2 separate regions of the Gasterosteus aculeatus genome follow, and region 1 is linked to region 2. A link is a contact called in public Hi-C data. All regions are on one chromosome and are shown on one strand. Each heading gives the region's core, a stretch centred on a gene start, on an enhancer-like site or on the middle of the called end of the contact. The rest is flanking DNA. Distances are from core to core; before and after follow the strand shown.

Region 1 (6,012 bases), core at 179-2,678, 71 kb after region 2:
CAAGGTCAGAGCTGCGCGATGCTAGCGCCCATTTGTGAATATCCTCTATGCCTTGCAGGATGCATGATTTATAGCCAAAGAATGATTGAATTATGAATGTGATTTGTCTTTGTCTTTCACGGTCTCAGGGAAAGAACTGTGAGACCGCTCTTGATGCCTGTTTGAGTTCCCCATGTGCCAATAGAGGAACCTGCCAAGTGAATGACGGCGAGGAGGGACAATACAGGTGAGGAGGCCAAGCTTTTGAAGTCGTGTTTATCTCAAAAGAACTTGAAAACGATGAGGGCAATGACCGTGTACATTCTTCTCAGTTGCACGTGTCCACTGGGCTTCGAGGGCCCCACCTGCCAAACCAACATTGACGAATGTGAGGACAACGACTGTGAGAACGGCGCCACCTGCCTCGATGGAGTCAACAACTACACTTGTTTTTGTCCCCCCTACTACACGGGTTAGTTCATGCAGCACAGTTTGACTCAAGTAGCAAGTGCACTGCAAAATACATTATATATATTACCGTTGTTTTTAACGAGTCTGATACTTCTTACAATACAGTCTAGTTATATATCTTTGAACTGATTTGACTTTGTTAAAATGTAAAAATTGATTCGATTACGTTCCGTTGCTGTTTTGGCAGGATGGTTCTTTCTCCGTCATGTGCAACAGTTTTTTCTAATACTCATTTCGCTGTAGGGGAGATGTGCGAAGAAATGGAGGACGTGTGTGCCCCGGGACGGAGCCCCTGCAAACATCAGTCTACCTGCCTCATCACCTCCAATGGCCCCAAGTAAGTGTTCGGATGCAGCAACCAACTGTGACTCTATCACATGCTGACAAATAGACGAAACCAGGATGTCGCTTTGCCCTGATTCCAGTGTTCTGGTCCGTGTGTCTCAGGTGTGTGTGCTCTCCTGGTTACGTTGGCGACGACTGCAGCGTAGACTACAACGACTGCGAGGAGCATCGCTGCCAGAATGGAGCTCAGTGTGTGGATGAGCTCAACGGATACGCCTGCGTCTGTCCCGAAGGATACAGGTGAGCGCAGCGCACGTTCGACCCAACGCGCCGGCGCCTTTTCATCTGCTTCACCACCAACGCCGCCCTCCTTCTCTGTGCCTCCGTAGCGGCCAGCTGTGTGAGTTCCTCCCATCTGCGCTGTCCTTGTGCGAGCTGGCCGACTGCCAGAACAACGCCCCGTGTTTGGAGCGGGGCGGGCGCGCGCTCTGCCAGTGCCCCCCGGAGTTCGGGGGTCCCCGCTGCGAGAAGCTGGTCAGCGTCAACTTCATCGACAGAGACTCGTACCTGCTGCTCTCGGACCTCAAGAACTGGCCGCAGGCCAACATCACCTTGCAGGTATCCGGTGTGCTGATGTGTGAACATGCGTGGGTTTGATATCTGTGTGTACGGACCTGAACTATTCAAAACGCAAACGTCTCCCCTCCGCAGGTGTCAACAGCTGAGGACAACGGGATCCTGCTGTACAATGGGGACAATGATCATATTGCTGTGGAGCTCTACCAAGGTCACGTCAAGGTCAGCTATGACCCTGGCAGCCAGCCAGGATACGCCATCTACAGGTGAGCTGCCTTTGAGGCCGCGAGCGTTTCTGTCGCCGTCAGCCGATGGAAAGATGTCCAATCTCTTGTTTTCCTTTGGCAGTACTGAGACTATCAACGATGGCCAGTTCCACACCGTTGAGCTCGTGACCTTTGACCAGATGGTGAACCTGTCCATCGACGGGGGTCTCCCCACAACAATGGACAGCTTTGGGGCGGTGCGGCCCCTGAACGGGGAGGCTCCACTATACGTGGGGGGTAGGGGCCCTCTCCAGAACACACCTCCCTCCTCTGCAGGCACTCTTAACTACTACACTACTGTCAATCACCCCCCCTCCCCCCTCGCTTTGTCACCGCTGCAACCAAACCCCTCCACTCGACCGTGCAACCCCCTTCAGCCCCATCCTGCCTCCACCCGCACCATCCCCACCTTCAGTCATGACTGCGTGTCCAATTCACAACGAATAAAACGCCAAGAACCCATTTCGCCTTGACAGATAAAACGCAACTCTCACAAATGTAAAGTGTGCCCTCTAGTGACGATCATGGGAACTACCAGTGAGATTTGTTCTGTATTTGCACGCATGTGTTTGTAGAAACACTGCACCTCTTTGATGGTTTAGCCCATCTTGGCATCCACATCATTTGAAGTTTTTGCTGAAAGATACGCAAAAGGCCTTTCTTTCATTCGTTGTCATGCACTACTAGCTTTGGTGTTGACATGACAGTTTGCTCATGACTGACGCAGCATGGGTACGGTGTGTTTCAGTGATTTGTTGAGCCGTACATTCGTCATTAAAACGACTCTACAGGAGACATTTTCCCACTTTGCCCTTCGCTTTCATTTGTTTCAAAGATGATGTGTCCTGTGGTGCAAATGCTACAAAGCCCACGTATGTTAATTTGACAAATGGCATATGCGCTGTTGGGATACCCATATTTGAAATGCCTTCCCTCATTACGCTCATACCAGCCCCGTATTGGTTGTCTGTTTGTGATCCACGACGCAGGACTTCACACCTATTAAAGTCCCCTGTTTTCCCCTCCTGCTCCAGGAATGCCGGTGGCCGTGCACTCCGGCGCTTTCCGTCTCTGGCAGCTCCAGAACGGTTCCAGTTTCCATGGATGCATTCAGAATCTATACATCAACAATGAGCTCCAGGACTTCACCAAGACACAGATGAAGCCTGGCGTGGTACCGGGCTGCGAGCCCTGCAAGAAGATCTACTGCGTGCACGGCATATGCCAGCCCGATGGCTTCCAGGGACCAGTGTGCCACTGCCAGCCAGGCTGGACTGGGCCGCAGTGCGATCAGACAGCCACCAACCCCTGCCAGGGCACCAAGTACGTTAGTGAACGGAAACACCGTATTTAACAGCAGACATCTTAGTGCCCATTGTCTGCTCACACAACGGGCGGTAGTGAAAGAAGCGCTAAAATCCTTTACTTAAGTAAGAGAGGACAATGTAAAGATTTATGATTACATGGAGTGCATCCAAAAACCTGTTTGATTAAAAGCAGAGGTCAGCAAAAAGGTCCTAAAGAATCAGGATTTATCAGGTCCTGCAGAAAAAAAGCCATAAACAATACTTTTACGACCCAAGGGACATTTTCTGTGGCTGTTTCATAACTTTGTACATAGATCATCATACATAGATCATCATCGGGTATCATACATCATTTAGTTTATGGTTTGTCAACCTTCTGTAAGGCACACTTCTACATTTTAATTTCATATGTTTTAGGTGTTAAAGAAACTAGCTTTTATACTACTACAACATGTGAGCTACCTCAGTCCGACCTAAAGTAGGCAACATACAACAACAGTGAATGTAGTTGGTGGCTTTCAATGCATCAAATCCATGACACTGCTTTCAAACCATAAACTTACTTGACTTGTGGGGAATTTGATCAACGTGACTGTGTGTTACTAGGTGCGTGCATGGAAAGTGCATCCCTCTGGACCCTCAGTCATATCGCTGCGAGTGTGAGGAGGGTTACCGCGGCGCCCTGTGTAACCAACAGGGTGAGCTGTTCAACCCCTGCCGGCGCCTGTCTTGCAAACACGGCCGCTGTCAGATCTCGGACACGGGAGAGGCCTACTGTCACTGCGAGAGCGGCTACACCGGGGGGCTCTGTGATGCAGGTGGGTTTTCTCTGTGTAGGCGCTCTGAAGTTTGTTCATGGAACCGTGCGAGGTTCTACTGAAAAGGACCACGAGCCCTCATTGACTTTAACGCATACTTTTACTGTTCTTTATGGCGTTGTGTAGAATAACGTGCTGTACTATGATTTACAACTAGATTTTCATTACATGACATTTTCTACTGCGTACTGCACTGTGATATTTTCTAATTGGAAAAAAAAAATACTTCCTATAAAATGTGTTTGTTTGCATGTTCGCACGCACTGTTGTGTATTAACGTTACTGATATTTTTAAATATCTTGCATTGGGGTTATCACACAAATCCTCATTTAGCGCTTCGTTCCCATCGGTCTGTCTGTTACCGGCGGTTGGATGCGTATCTCTGTCCTGAGCCTGACGCCGTTCACTGACGTCCGCGGGGGTCTTAATCATCTCTCCCAGAGTCCGAATGCCGAGGGGAACCTGTGCGAGACTTCTACCAGGTGCAGCGGGGCTACGCCATCTGCCAGACGACGCGCATGGTGTCCTGGGTGGAGTGCTCCGGAGCGTGTGACGCGGGGGCCTGCTGCGCCAGCCAGCGGATGAAACGCCGGAAATACACCTTCGAGTGCAGCGACGGAACCTCCTTCAGCGAGGAAGTGGAAAAGACCATCAAGTGCGGCTGTGTGGGCTGCATGTAGCGCCGTTCACTCGCACGTCCTGCCGCTGCCGCCGAGCAGAAGATGGAGAGAAAGGAAGGAAGAAAGAGGACTGGAGTAAAGCGGACGGAGGGGACGAAAGAAAAAGAGAGAGTATAAAGAATATATATAAAACCTCTATCTATATATTATGGACAACAATGTTTGTAAAATAGGACATTTCCTCCCCTTCCAAGGGTGTGTGACCTACAGTAACACAGAGAAACCAACATCACGGGCAACAATGTAGAGGTGACATCAGCAGCATCAGCAGCATCAGCACCATTGTATCTGCAACATTGTTCCAAGGGGTCCAGAGATCTCACAGGTTTTTGCCTTCAGAGTGAAGCATCCCTCCAACCCAAATTAGCCAGTGTGAGTTCCCCACTGACAACTTAGCCACCATCTTCCATCTTTGCTTCATGGAGGCCGCAAGGATCATCGGGGTCCTGGCCGGCTGAGAGCGAGGAGGAGAGAGACGGGGGGGATCACGGTAGAGCTGGACCGCTTGTCTTGAGTTGAGCTTGGCTGGTCACCTGCACAGGGCTGCGTGTGGCTCGGGTTGTGTTGAGCTTGTTGTTGTTGGTTTGGCGTAGTCATTTCTCTGCCGGGACGCACTCATCCATCCACACATGCACACGGTAGAAGTGGACAGAGAAATGGTAGCGTTAGAGCGGGCACATAAATGCGGTGCGGATGTCGGTGACTTTGAGGCCGGGTGGTCTGGCGCCGCGAGTTGTTTGCCGTGAGGTACTTTAGACGTCAAAATAGAGACTGCACTGACTAGCAGCACTGAAAATAACAGCCGTAGACGTCTGTGAACCACGCGACCACGCGCACGGCAATGCACAGTCCTGTGTATTGTGTATTCTGTTCATATTGTTGACCGACCCGGTGCCGGCGGCGCCCAGTGGTCATCATTTCCCCAGCATGGATTGCCTCAGGGGGCCGGGTGATTTGCATAATCCCGCCCCCTTTGAGCGGGAGGCTGTCACTGAGCCCGGCTCGTCTTGATGCCTGCAGTATTAAGCTGGTGCAAACTGTTGCATGTGTGGAGAAGAGTTTGCCGACAAATATGTAGAGCTTCTTAATATCATTAGACATGTTGTGAAAAAAAAAAGTTTGCAGAATCATCTTTTGATTTTTATTTCGTTCTGTTTAATTTTTCCTATTGATTTTTTTCTTTTCTTTTTTGTTATTTGATGTAATATTTTGTCTAACTCCTTTAGCCGCCCCGCCAACAACTCTTTATATAGAAATGCCTAACAGATTCTAATATATATATATTTGTATTTCATTTTGGTATAGTATTTTTCTATGTTAAAGAGTAAGTTTCTGGAAGCTTTGGAACTGGTGGTAAGGCATTCGATTGGTTCCCCAGGTGTTTTTATTTGTTGATCACACTTTGCTTCAACAAGGTAATTAAATACATTAATTGGCCAAAAATACAGCAGATGGTTGGCTTTGTTGTATAGGAGGCAGTATCGGTCTAGAAATATGTTTAATATTGTATATGTTGTCTTCCATGTGAATATTACATCTAATTCATGAGAGTCTGTGCTTGATTTTATTTATTTTATCGAAAAGGCATTTTCTTGTAGAAAAGTGAAAGGCAGACATGTTGCTGACTTT
Region 2 (6,442 bases), core at 2,602-5,101:
CATCCCAATGCAGTCAAAGTATGCCATTTACATGTTTGGGACAGCAAAGTTCCCTCCTAAAAGTGTCGTCCACCAGTGCCGAGTGGTTTTCCTGGTGCCGTTGTTTGAGTGTTCTGGTGCTGTGGTTCGCCACAGACAAGCCTGGCCTCACTTTCCCTTTTGGTCTATCAAGTTTTACTTAAGCTACGCAGAAGGGGTTAAATAGACAATAGTGAGGATTTTCCATGTATTCTTTTAAATCATTGAAATTGACCAGTTGCCTCTCGGCATTCATCTTAAAGTCCTTATTCCGTGTTCGTTCACAATGTTCAGCGAGTGAGATGCATTTACTCAAATGAATTTGTGGCTATTTAGGTTTTAATTTGCAAATGTATTTATTTTTGTATCATATGTATTGACACGGTGTGAAGTGCAGGCTTTTCTATTTAAATTTTACTTTTTAAGTTATAGTAGCTTTAGTTCAAATTTTAATGCAATGGGAACAAGACTTTGACTTTGAATCTGATATGTGCCTTTTAATTGAAAATATCTTTCATTTCTTTATAATGAAACATTGTATTAAAGATATCCTCTTTAAAATTCCAGATAACATTTGGTGAATGCTAAAATTCCGATAAAGAATTTATTCAGATATTGGTAAATTAAAGTAGAGAATGGAGGCACACAGTTAAAAACCAAAGCAACATCTTGTGTAGATTATATGATTTATATCAATAGTTTTCTCTTCCTTCCCAACACCCCACACGTTATACTAAAGAATACTGTGATACCTAAAAACTACTGCTATTTTAAACACATCTTGTTTTTTATTGTTTAATATGCATTGCTTTTTATGGTTTAATATGCATTGGTTTTTATGGTTTAATATGCATTTATGTTTTTAGAATTATTCAACTTTTTACTTCAAGTAAATGTATAATTCTTTTGTTCTATTTTTATTTTTTATTTTCAAAGGTTAATGAAGACAAATGCGTTTTCTCCCTTTTCTTGTGGTTTTATAACCAGGTGCAACTTGAACCTGCTCATTGTCTTAAAATATCGGCCTCTCCGATCACATGTAGCTCACATCGCCTGTTACAAGCTTTTGCAACTCAATTATACTGTGACGTTTGGTCAACGTGCCAACTGATGCTACTGAGAATCTATGCAACTCACTGCTATTAAAAGAAATCAAGCCGAGATCCATGTCCTTTCATTTGAAACATTAACACATGTATATACATATATTATATTAAACATGTAGGATGGATGAATTATGAACTCTCTGCCGTTTTTGCCACTTTTTCTTTCTTCGGGATTGATGAATAACTGATTCGGAACCACAAGGTGCTGCTGTTTAGCTGCAAATGATTCGTCTGCCTGAAACAGAGACTGTTGTCGACGACACCCTTATGAGAGAAATCTGCCGGTAAACTACTCGTTATGTTTAACACCCTAAATATAATAATAATAATTAAACTTAACTAACAAACTGAAGTAAACATGGCCAATCTTAGTACCTTTTTGAGTATCAATACGTCGCTGAAGGTGAACATTAGGACATCTGTACTGTCTGCAGTAAGCGATTGGCCTGAATGAAAGGTATTTTTACAGAGTTGGAGGGTGAATAGTAACAGAATAGGCTGCTCTCCAATAGGAGGAATGTCTCTGTGTCATTATGGTGTCCATGTCAACGCATGTTTGGTATTGTAAGTATATGTTGTAAACATCTGGAGAAATGGGTCTGCTTTTTCTCGTCTTCTGTAAATATACATCAGACAGCTTCCACAATAGGAATGGTATTGTTTTACATGCAGCATTCCTACTCGGAAGTGAGCACCATGACTGTAAAATGATTCAGACATACTGCAATCAACTTTACATCATCTGGTGTGCACACAAACCCACAAGCATATATGATGAGGGGATGTGATTTGAATGTGTGCACTAAAATGACCTTCAGTGGCAACTGAATTCCGTCTACGCTACAGATGTAGACCACACGAAAAGGGGGAAAAATTCTAGGTGGAAATATTTTTGTAGACTTCAGCATAGTTTTCTTTTCCCAACAATGGACAGCGTGATAATCATTCTTTCTTTTTCTCTGCCGAGTTCGAAATAGACACAACTACTATTTGAAGCATGCTGTGGAATTTTCTTGATGCTAAAATTGGTTCCTTTCTGTTTGAGCACTTCTCTGTTGCTTTCCCCCCCTTTTTGAGACAACGGAGAAGCAGCCGGTTTCGTCTGTGTAAACGTTGGGTTACAAGCTGGAGGATGATGTTCAATGAATCCCTCACTCCGTCTCTACCTTTCTCCATTAAGTGCAGCTATTTCCTCATCGGAGTCATTTGTTGGTGAGCGCTTGGGTTTTTTGCAACGCCTCCTTTCCCAAACTAATCGTAATTTGCTGCCATGTTCTTCTACAGGCTTTGAGAGCAGCAGAATGATTCCTGTTGTGCGTTTTGTGTACATTCTTATCACGACTCTATGAGAGTGGAGGGATGAACATCCACCCCCCATTACCCCTAAACACTACTCTCTCCTCTTCAATTAGCCGTTCATAGAAGGAAGCTCAACACTGCGGTGTGTGTGTGTGTGTGTGTGTGTGTGTACACCTGCACACCTGCACATGTACAGACATTCACGGCTCAGCATATGTGTGTGTTTCCAGTTGGGCAAGCAACAAAACAGGACGGATGAACCCCAAACTCAGATGTTGCCTCTTGCATCTTTCCTGCCTGATTTTAGTTAAAGTTAACGGTAGCTGAGGAATTTGTTACTTTTTGTTTAGTTTTATCGAAGTATCAAACTTATTTATTTTTTTAAACTGTAGTTTAAAACCAAGTAAACTGCTAATTAATCAATATTAGTATTTCCTTCTGAATCATTATATAAACTGGGGATGCTTTGCAGATGAATATATGAGCTGTTGTCTAACAAGTTCTTCAATATCTGTGAATCTCCGGATGAGCGAGCAATGAATCATTCAGGATTAATGCTGAATCAGAGGCTAAAAGGCAGCAAACCAATGAGGCATCATTACCTCCTTCGTTGCCAGTGCACTCCCCTTCATGAGGGGCTGTTGAACTAGTACCTCATACATACACTGTGTATAATAACATGGCAATTCATTATTGGATTTTTATGCAGATTCACAGATATTTAGGATCTATTAATTACACTAGTTCAGTGACAGTTATGCAATAAGTGCTTCTTGTTGCTCCTTTTTGTTTGTAACTTCTCTCAACTCCCTTCACCTTATTTGAAAGTGTGACTATTTGTTTAATTGTGCTGCGAGCTGTGAACATAAACCCATACAAAACGAGAAGCGTGTTTCCTGCCCACATCCAGAACACTGGTTTGCGATTCCGCCAACTGATTCATCACTTTGCTTTTGGAAAAGTTCCCTGAAAGCTGCAATTACACTGTCAACAACCACTGCGCTCTAATACGTCCACTTTTTAATCAAACGATTTCTTAAGCCGTTAAGAGGTGGATCGTGTGCCAGTTAGCGCCTTTGTTGCTGTTTGTTTGCCTTCCCAACAGATCATAAATACTGTTAATGCGTTTGTGTGGACGTGCTTGTGTGTCTTTGTGCTTTTTCATTCAGCTCCCTGCTGCAGCTTCAGTGTGCGTGTGCTTGATCTACATGTTGAAACTCACACTTACAGATTCTATATTCTTGATGCTTTTTGCCTCCGAGGACTAAGGTGTTGATTCGTCTCTCTCCCAGTGGATTCGCCTTCGTTACACACACACACACACACACACACACACACACACACACACACACACACACACACACACACACACACACACACACACACACACACACACACACAGAGCCTCTCCCTTTGGGAAGGGGTTATGCAGTGTCATGCAGGTCTCTTTCTAAGGGGTTTGCCTGCAGGCAAACCAGAAAGAAAAAGAAAACGGATAACCAAAGATAACTGGGGCCGTTATTCTATTGTGCGTAGAATCAAGGGAACGAAAGAGGGATCTTGAGAATGAGAGTGAGTTCAGGCAGGGTTCTGGGGGGGCTGGAGGGGGGGTATGAGAGGAGGGGTAGGGGTGGAGTCGGGAGGCTCTGCTATTTGTAGATCCATGTGATGGATGACTGGTGTGTGTGTGTGTAAGCGAGCGAGAGAGAGAGAGACTGAGAGACTGGCTGTTTTTTTTTTCTCTTTCTGCTCTTTCCCTGTTCCCTCTCTCTTCAGGCGAGCAGAGCAGCGCGGGACTGAGTGAGAGGAGGACAGAGGACGCAGAGCGCGCGCAGCACAGCAACTCCAAAAAGACAAGAGAGGAAAATAGTTTTCAAGGAGAAAAATAAGAGAAAGAAAAAAAGCTTTTTTTGTCAGCAAACTGTGGTGGATCTCATACCTACATCAAAGAAAGCTAGAAGAACAAAAAGGAATTACTGTTTCACAGCTAAGAGGAAAATAATAGAATTCTTTTTATAGCCTTGTTCTCTATTCATATTCACCACACATTATATTGCTATTTTTAGAGGACTTGCCAGGTGTAGCAGGACTTTCTTTTGTACGGGTTTTGTTGAAGAATAGCTGGCTGCAGTGGCAGTGAACATGTCCGTCGGAGGTGGCCGTTTCGGGGCAGGCACGGGCAGGCGGGCTGGGCTCTGGATGTGGGTGGTGATGCTCTCTGCGCTGCTCGTGGGCAATGTCAGTGCCTGTCCAGCCCTGTGTACCTGCAGCGGCACCACAGTCGACTGCCATGGACTGGGTCTCAAAACCATGCCACGGAATATCCCCCGCACCACCGAAAGACTGTAAGTACCAACTGTACTCCTGTGTGTGTGTGTGTGTGTGTGTGTGTGTGTGTGTGTGTGTGATAGATGACTACTAACTGTGTCCACCTTTCTTATTTATTCACTGTAGGCCTTTGTGTGCTTTCTGTATTGTAGTGGTGCACATGACTTTGCTTGGACTGAAAGAGAACAATAGCTTTGCCTGTAAAGCTGCGTGTGTGTGTGTGTGTGTGTGTGTGTGTGTGTGTGTGTGTGTGTGTGTGTGTGTGTGTGTGTCAGTCAGTGGCTGGCATTCCAGTCAGGTATAAATAGGCATGAGGGACAAGACGGAGCAGATGTGTCCCTTTCACATGTGTCCATAATTTACTTACCTGCTTACTGCGTGTATTTTAGATTTTATTCTAAATCCAGAAAGCCAAATATTTAATTGTCTAAGTTGATTTTCTTTCTGATGATCCAAACATTTAGAAATCCAAAGGTGAAGTTTTTAACGTAAAGTTTCAGCCAGAGACGGATCCGCTGGCTCGTCCTGTGGGCAGCTTGGATTGAGTTATGTTTGGGAACACGTTTCCTGTCCACGCAGCACTGTGCCTCTCTTTATCTCCCCCCCCAACACACTCCCCCCTTTCCCCTTTTTTACTTTCCTCAACTCCTGGGACAAAGTCTCCCCTCTCAACCCCCTTCTCATGCCCCTGAATGCTCACTCCACAAAATTGTTAAATCATGTAGAAAATTAAGCAAATCTGCTACTTAAGGGAGCCTTGCACGAGAATCCTGAAGCTGTCGTGTAGAGCGAAGGGAGGGAGGGAGGGAGAGAGAGGTGAGGTGAGGCAGACGCCGGCTCGCTGAGTTGAGTTTTTCCTGTCTTTTCTAACATTCTTTTGAAATATTCATCAGGAAAATCAAAAGTGAGGAGTGCAAGGGGAAGTAGATTGTTCTATTTCAGCTTTTAGAATATCATGCCTGAATAAAACATGCCACGGTAACGGCAGGGAGAGAAAGCCTGTGTCGCAGGCAGCGTTCGCCACAGCTGGCTGCATATTTTATGCTTTTCATATTTAATTTCTAAGAACATCTCTTTTTTTTGTTGCGGTCTTGGTGTTTCCGAGTTGCTTCTGTGCACATGCTGATTCAACATCGAGGCAGAGGGGAAACACAGTTATTTTGTGGTTTCCTTTTACATGAATGGCCATACACACTTTTAAATATACCCTGACCCTCCCCTCAAGAGCGTTTTTGTGTTAAAAGTTGTGTGTGCATTCATAGGGTCGTGTACAGCAGGGGATTTTATCGCTTCAAGCGCAGCTCACACAGGATGCTGCCTTTTAAACGTAATGTGTATAAAGGTCATGCGTAAATTATTCCTTGGTCGTTGCCTTTTTTTAGGGGGGGGGGGTGGAGGGGCTTGTGTGTGGGCCGCATGTATTCGATGTGTGTGTAGGTCGTGTAGAAGAGAGCCAGGCACTATACTTAACAATCAAGACTCCTGCAGGCGGCTCCACAGGGTGATTCATCAAGGGGATTGTGCAAACGCACCCTGCGTCACATGATGCTCCCGTGTGGATTGCAAGATTTATGTGAACTCATTTGGAAAATGTGCGTTTGTGTTCGAGAAATTTTGCAAACGCCACCAGGGTCAAAGATGAGTAACCTGCTGGTCAAGTCTTTGTAAAATTGTTTTGTTTTTTTGTCCCG

The links. A called contact is a pair of places that touch in the nucleus more often than the background predicts.
Region 1: a contact with region 2 is called in a Hi-C map of tail fin, with 7 times the contacts expected there. The contact joins the enhancer-like site here to the promoter of slit1a in region 2. A contact is called at or near these places in 5 of 6 Hi-C or Micro-C datasets (liver, skeletal muscle, tail fin and 1 more).

Annotation. Positions count from the first base shown.
Region 1 is chr6:11,491,308-11,497,319 of fGasAcu3.hap1.1, forward strand. It overlaps slit1a (slit homolog 1a (Drosophila)), which reads left to right. Exons shown (of 36, transcript XM_040178712.2): 26 at 1-4; 27 at 129-226; 28 at 312-451; 29 at 694-787; 30 at 898-1,035; 31 at 1,125-1,353; 32 at 1,447-1,577; 33 at 1,660-1,814; 34 at 2,612-2,900; 35 at 3,491-3,702; 36 at 4,145-6,012. The coding sequence ends at 4,383. Among protein-coding and RNA genes, the nearest start is that of LOC120821127, 30 kb to the right of the region's middle. Within about 2 kb of position 1,429, at least 1 of the 9 cell types and tissues checked has open chromatin away from gene starts, as enhancers often do.
Region 2 is chr6:11,418,044-11,424,485 of fGasAcu3.hap1.1, forward strand. slit1a (slit homolog 1a (Drosophila)) reads left to right here and starts at 3,852. Exons shown (of 36, transcript XM_040178712.2): 1 at 3,852-4,768. The coding sequence starts at 4,566. LOC120821000 (rho GTPase-activating protein 19) reads left to right here. Exons shown (of 10, transcript XM_040179318.2): 10 at 1-1,179.